2 separate regions of the Ovis aries genome follow, and region 2 is linked to region 1. A link is a contact called in public Hi-C data. All regions are on one chromosome and are shown on one strand. The core of a region is the stretch at or near the end of the contact, and the rest is flanking DNA. Distances in the headings are between cores, read along the strand shown. Region 1 overlaps RNF216 (ring finger protein 216). Region 2 has its middle 11 kb from the start of ACTB.

The links. Hi-C and Micro-C count contacts between places; a contact is called where the count stands out from the background.
Region 2: a Hi-C map of blood shows a contact between it and region 1, with 3 times the contacts expected there. The contact joins two enhancer-like sites. A contact is called at or near these places in 5 of 16 Hi-C or Micro-C datasets (blood, hypothalamus and tail adipose tissue).

Annotation. Positions count from the first base shown.
Region 1 is chr24:39,087,768-39,090,542 of ARS-UI_Ramb_v3.0, reverse strand. The region is part of intron 11 of RNF216 (ring finger protein 216); the gene reads right to left. Among named protein-coding and RNA genes, the nearest start is that of RNF216, 50 kb to the right of the region's middle. Within about 2 kb of position 1,417, at least 12 of the 54 cell types and tissues checked have an H3K27ac peak or open chromatin away from gene starts, as enhancers often do.
Region 2 is chr24:39,208,132-39,211,119 of ARS-UI_Ramb_v3.0, reverse strand. No RefSeq gene overlaps it. Among named protein-coding and RNA genes, the nearest start is that of ACTB, 11 kb to the left of the region's middle. Within about 2 kb of position 1,614, at least 33 of the 54 cell types and tissues checked have an H3K27ac peak or open chromatin away from gene starts, as enhancers often do.

The DNA.
Region 1 (2,775 bases), core at 168-2,667:
TGTTTGAAAGCACTAAGCAATTACTGTGGTTTCCAGCAAGAGACGCGCGTGAGAGCTTCTGATGCCCGGACAGTCAGAGGTAGGCTGTTAGGAGTCTGATAAGTGATGGCTAAAGGTGGCCAGAAAATCCACAAAAAAGGGTCAGAGTTTCTATTTAATGAAGTGCGCAAACAGACCTGTTAATCCACAGCATCTTTTTAAGTACCACAGTGTATTTTAGGAGAGACCAAAACAACAATAGACAGACAAGGAGCCGTGTCCTTCTGCCAAAGGACAGTGAAAGGAAAGGCAAGCAGCCCCCACCTCCAGGCCTGCTGGCTGCACTGCACGTGGGGTGACGGCCAAGACACAAAGGGAAGCGCCCTCCTACGAAGACGATGACCAGCGACTGGGCCGTGGACACAAACCACCGATTGTTAAAAACCTTCCCTCTGTGACTAACTCAGAGTTCTCCAGCAAAACGCACTCTGTTTTGTCTCCAGGCCTTTCCCACACTCATCTCTCTGAATATCGTTCCCTGGGATGCCAATCCCTCTGAACAGGCATAAACAAAAAACCAAGAAGAAACCTGAATGGAGGGGAGCCGGCAGCGGAGCAGCTGAGACACGGAGGGCAAACCCACGAGCAGCCTGCTTTAAGGCACGGCTCTCCCCAGGGCGGAAAGGGGCTCTCCTCTCAACCTCAACGTTGTGGGCTCAAGTGACAGCAGTCATTTCTGACAGAACAGACTGGTCAGCAAAAAATTTAGCTTCAAAAACCTATCCCCTCTCCACTGTGGCATGCTGATAAGAAATGAAATTTTTTGAGTACATGATTTGAAAAATTAAGTGGTGTTGTTCAGTCGCTACGTCGTGTCTGACTCTTTGCGACCCCATGGCCTGCAGCCCACCTGGCTTCTCTGTCCTCCACTATCTCCCGGAGTTTGCTCAAATTCACGCTCATGGAGTCAGTGACGCTATCGGAGGTAAGTCTTCTTTTGGCCCCCTTAACGGGACTTTTACAACTGTCCCCGGTAGGGGAACTCTGTGACTCTGTGTAGCAGGTTCTACAAATCTGGGGGAGGAAGCGCCTCCCGTCTGGAGTTCCTCTGCTCACCCGAGTCTGCACGGCGCCTGCACACACTCAGCATCAGTTGCCGCCTTCCCTCAAGGGCACCGGCTGCTTTACTGACTGAGACAAACGATGGCCAGAGGGGTAAGCACCTCAGTTACACTGTGTCGTTTAATGCAAACCACCCCCCACTCCCAGCCCTGGGTACAGATTTACATAGAGATACAACTGACAAGCCATCTACAAAAGCTCCATCAAACAGGTGCAACTGTTCTCATTTTGCAGATAAAGGGAATATGGCTCAGGGAGATGACGTGTCTACCTAGGTCATGATGCCGAAAAGAGGAAGAGCTCAGATTAACCAAGAGACGTTCAAGAGCAAAAACCTCGTGTTAACCACTCCTCCAGACTGTCTGCTTAGCTGCCTCATGAACAAAAAGCTAGGGCACCCAGCAAAGGCCTGGCCCTGGAGCAGGGCGTCAAAGAACACTTCTCATGCAACTGTATTCAAAAAGAACTCTCAAAACAGAGACTTTATCAGTACAGCCCAGCAAAAAAAGTACTCGTCCCACACAATGCTGACACAGGAGAAAGGTAAGGCTCTTCATCCCGAACTGAACAGGAAGTTCTGTGATCTGTCCCCTAGAAGGTGGCAACATCTTAACCATTTAAAGTGGCTTCATTAAAAAGCGCTAAATGTTCTCCGAGGGCAGGATAGAGCGATTCCCATTTCCTGGGCGCAAGGGAAGTCAGCAAAAACCCAACGCCCGGCTGCTGTTCCGTCCTCAGGCCCCAAAGTCTACCATGAGAGCTCTGTCTGGACCACCTTGGTTTGGAAAGTCAGCAGCTGGCTTCTGAGTGCCGAGGGGAGAGATCTGAGGGGCTGTGCCAGCCCCCACTGAGAAAGCTGAGACGGCAGCGTTGCTGTGCCCACTCACCAGTCCCCTAACCTTGGACACCCCAAGGCTGCTGTCCCAGGCCACCGCAAAAGCGAATACGCAGCAAAGTGAGTCTTATGAATGTTTTGACTTCTGAGTGGATGTAAAAGTTACGTTGACACTATACCATGTACTATTATGTGTACAATAGCATTGTATCTAAAAAAGTTATATACAGACTTAATTAAAAAAATACTGTATTGCCAAAGAATGTAACCATCACCTGAGCCTTCAGCGAGTCACAATCCTTGTGTGATAGTAATATCAAAGATCACTGATCACAGATCACCATAACAAATATAATAATAAAAGTCTGAAATATGGCAAAAATTACTAAGATATGCCACAGAGACAAAGTGAGCAAATGCTGTTGGAAAAACAGCAACAGACGTGCTCAATGCAGGGCTGACAGGAGCCTCCATCTGTTAAAACAAACAAACAAACAAGCAAAACTGCAGCATCTGTGGAGTGCACTAAAATGAGTGTGACTGTGCAAGAGTAAAAGCTTTCTGTACAGCTGAGGGGAAGCAAAAATAAATGTTTTATTCATATTGGCATTTCACTTACCTTTCCCTATTTTGGGTACATATCTATCTCCTTTTAAAATAACTACTGCAAACAACAGGAGAGATGGTATTTAAGTTTTATTAAGGAAGGCAGAGTAGGAAGAGTTAAGCAATATTTGCTTTTCGTTGCCTTTCGTGTCTTCCTGGAAACACACAAACACACATCCCTAACTGGAAGATCTAGCTTCTCAAACACAGTGTTTAATGTGCTAAGATGTCAA
Region 2 (2,988 bases), core at 365-2,864, 120 kb before region 1:
TGATAATAATAGTCATGAGAATGATAACTTGTTTGTCTGTGATATGCTCACTTTTCTGATGTTCTATAATTTGACTCTGTCCCCATGGCAACCCCAAGAGGCAGGAAGGGGCATACCTGTCATCTCTGTGATTCTGGGCAAGTCCCTTGACCTGGAAAGGGCCTCAGTTTTCTCACCTGTGAAATGGGGGTGGAAGCTGTGTGGGACTGCTGGAAGGATGAAATCAGAGTGTGAGTCAAGGGGTCAAAAAGCACGGAGTGGCTGGGCTGTGGTCACCACTGCTCTTTTTCCCGGGAAAGAACCAGGGACCAGTGGCCCCTCTGTGGTGCCTGCTCACAGTTGGTTTTGGAGGAGCAGGTGGCGGGTATAGGGAGGAGGAGAAAGGTGGTCGTGGAACAACTGATAACCTAAGCTTCCTGGCTCTGCCCTAGCCCATTCCCAGGGTTCCTGTGAACAGAGGGCCAAGGGACAAGGGCAGGGGCTGCAATCCGGCCTCTCCCTGTCATCAGGGGCACTGGCGGGCCTATCTAGACTTAATCATGACAGTGACCTTTCCCCAGGGTGTACTGGGTGTGGTGCCAGCTAGCCTTCCAGCTCAGGAACCTGCAAGTCTACATGTATTACCCCCACCTGTCCCCACCCTCCACGGAAATGTCACCTCAGGCCTGGGGTTGGGGGCAGGTGTCTGTTACAGGCCTAGAGACCTTAGCAGACCCCACACCTAGGAAGGACGGGCCAGGTCTTGCTGACCCTGGGGGAGGGAGGGGGCTGTGTGAGTGACACAGGATGTTTGCAGATGGGCTGGACCAGAGTCCTCAGGCCCTGCCACACACCCCTCTTCTGTCACTCAGCTCCTTAAGCCTGCAAAGTCCCTTCAAGGCCAGGGGATCTCAGAGGGGGCTCAGGAGAATGACATGGCACTCCTGAGGACTCTTCGGGCATATCCAGGCCAGCACTCCATGCCCAGACCCTCTGGTCCGGTTCCCGGGCCACACGGTACATAAGCAGAAACTCAGAACCACCCAGAGCCGCGCCCTGCTCTGTCTTGGCCTCAGTGTGTCCATTTGCAAAATGGAGCCCAATGGCCTGGGACCAGCCTCCCAGGGTCCTAGCTGGACCCTGGACCACGCGGATCGGGTGGAATACTGGGTTCTCAGAACTCCATAGCCCATCCTGGCCCTCCTCCCGGAAAGCGGCCCAGGCTGTGGGTGGAGGCCATTGAAGGTGGAGGAGAACTTTCTCTGTTGGGAGTCTGGGCGGGGACACTGAGCTGCGGGACAGAGGCCCTGACTCTCCCAAGTCAGGGGGAGGGGGGCTGTCTAAGTCAAATCAGAGGGTGGAGGGGCCACCCAGACACCCCAGGTAAGCCGTTGTCTGGGGTCCCAAGGTGAGCGTTCTCAAGCCCATCCCCCGGGAGGCTGGAGCCCGGGGGCGGGCCGGCTACCCAGGGGCGCAGGCCCCGCCTCCGCGGGCTTGGCGCTCCCGGCCCGGGTGGGGAGGTCATTATCTGGCGCTCCCAGGCCCGCGCGGCTCACGTGGCCACGGCTCAGAGCCTCCCGGGTCCCAGGGCCGCTCAGCTCGCGAGGAGATAAGCCCCGGCGCCCCCAGTGCGTGTCCGGCGCGGGCCGGCCGGAGCTCCAGGCCCCCACCCCGCCCCTCGGGCCGGCCCGGCCCACTTGGCCCAGCTTCCTCTCCATAAAAGGCGAGGTTTGGGAGCGCCCGGGGAGGGGGTGCTCGCCCCACAGGCCCGGCCGGAGAGGGTGACCGGAGCTGCCCACCCCCGGCCCCTCCCCCCCCAGGGAGCCGCCGCGGGCCTGGGGGACGCAGGGTGGGGAGGGGGGCGCAGCCCCGCGCCCGAATTTTCTAAATCGCTGCTCTCTCTTCCCAGACCGCCACCCCGAGCGGGGTCCCCGCTCCAAACCAAACCGGATCCCCTGGAGTCCCCCCGTTGTGCATGTGAACACAGTGAGGCCCGCAGCGTGGCAGGGCCGGGGGCGGGGGCGGAAGAAAATCTGGAAACCGCAGCGTGCCCCAGGGTCAAGCAGCGCCGCAGGTGCCGACAGAGATCTATTTCGTGCCGGGCCTCTGTGCGTTCTGATACCCCTAGGATTGGGGTACCCGCTCCCAGACGTCCCTCGGTGCCTTGCCACTTAGCCCCCAGACCCGAGCCTCACAGCCTCAGTTTCCCATCTGTTAAATGGGGAGATGGTTTTCATCTCCTGGGTTTGTGCAAATGTTAAGTACAATAAATAGCCAGCCGGCGCAGGTGAGGGGGAGGAGGGAGAGGGGAGCTGCTTCTGTCCCCCATTCCCATCCCCACCCGGACCTCGAGAGAGCCCTGGGGTTCGCGGACCCAAACCCGCACTCAAAGGACTGCTGGGAGGCCCAGAAATCTGGAGGCTGGGAGACAAAAAGTGAACGCTCAATAAATGCAGCTCCGCGCCCTTGGAGGTGTGAGTCATGCGGTCCTGGCCCTGCGCTTGGAAGCAGGGCCTTTGGGTGTCATCGGGAGCCACCCCGCCGCAGTGCGAGGTGACCCCGGCGGGACGGCACCCCTCCCCGGCCTCAGTTTCCCTCTGGGTGAATGGGGAGGCCGGGCCTGGCCAGCTGGGGGTGGACATGGGGAAGCGGGCCAGGGGATGGGCGGCCCTCCGGGGAAGTTCGCGAAGCTGACCCCCCCACCTCCGCCGCCGGCCGCCCCCTCTCAACCGTGCCCGCAGCCCCTCGGCCGGGGGCCCCGGGCAGCCACGTCCGCCGCCGGCGAGTGCGCCATAAAAGGCAACCGGCGGCGCGGCGCGCGGCCAAACTTAGTCATCCGGCCCGCGGGCCGCCCGGCGCGCGCAGCGCTCAGCTTCCTCCCCGAACTTCCCGTGCTCCGCCGGGCGCCGGAGGGGTCCGAGGTGGGGCTGCGCCTTTCGACACGTCCCCGCTTCTCCGAAGGGCCGGCCGCGGCTGGGCCCTGGCGGGGGACACCCTCGGGGAAGCTGC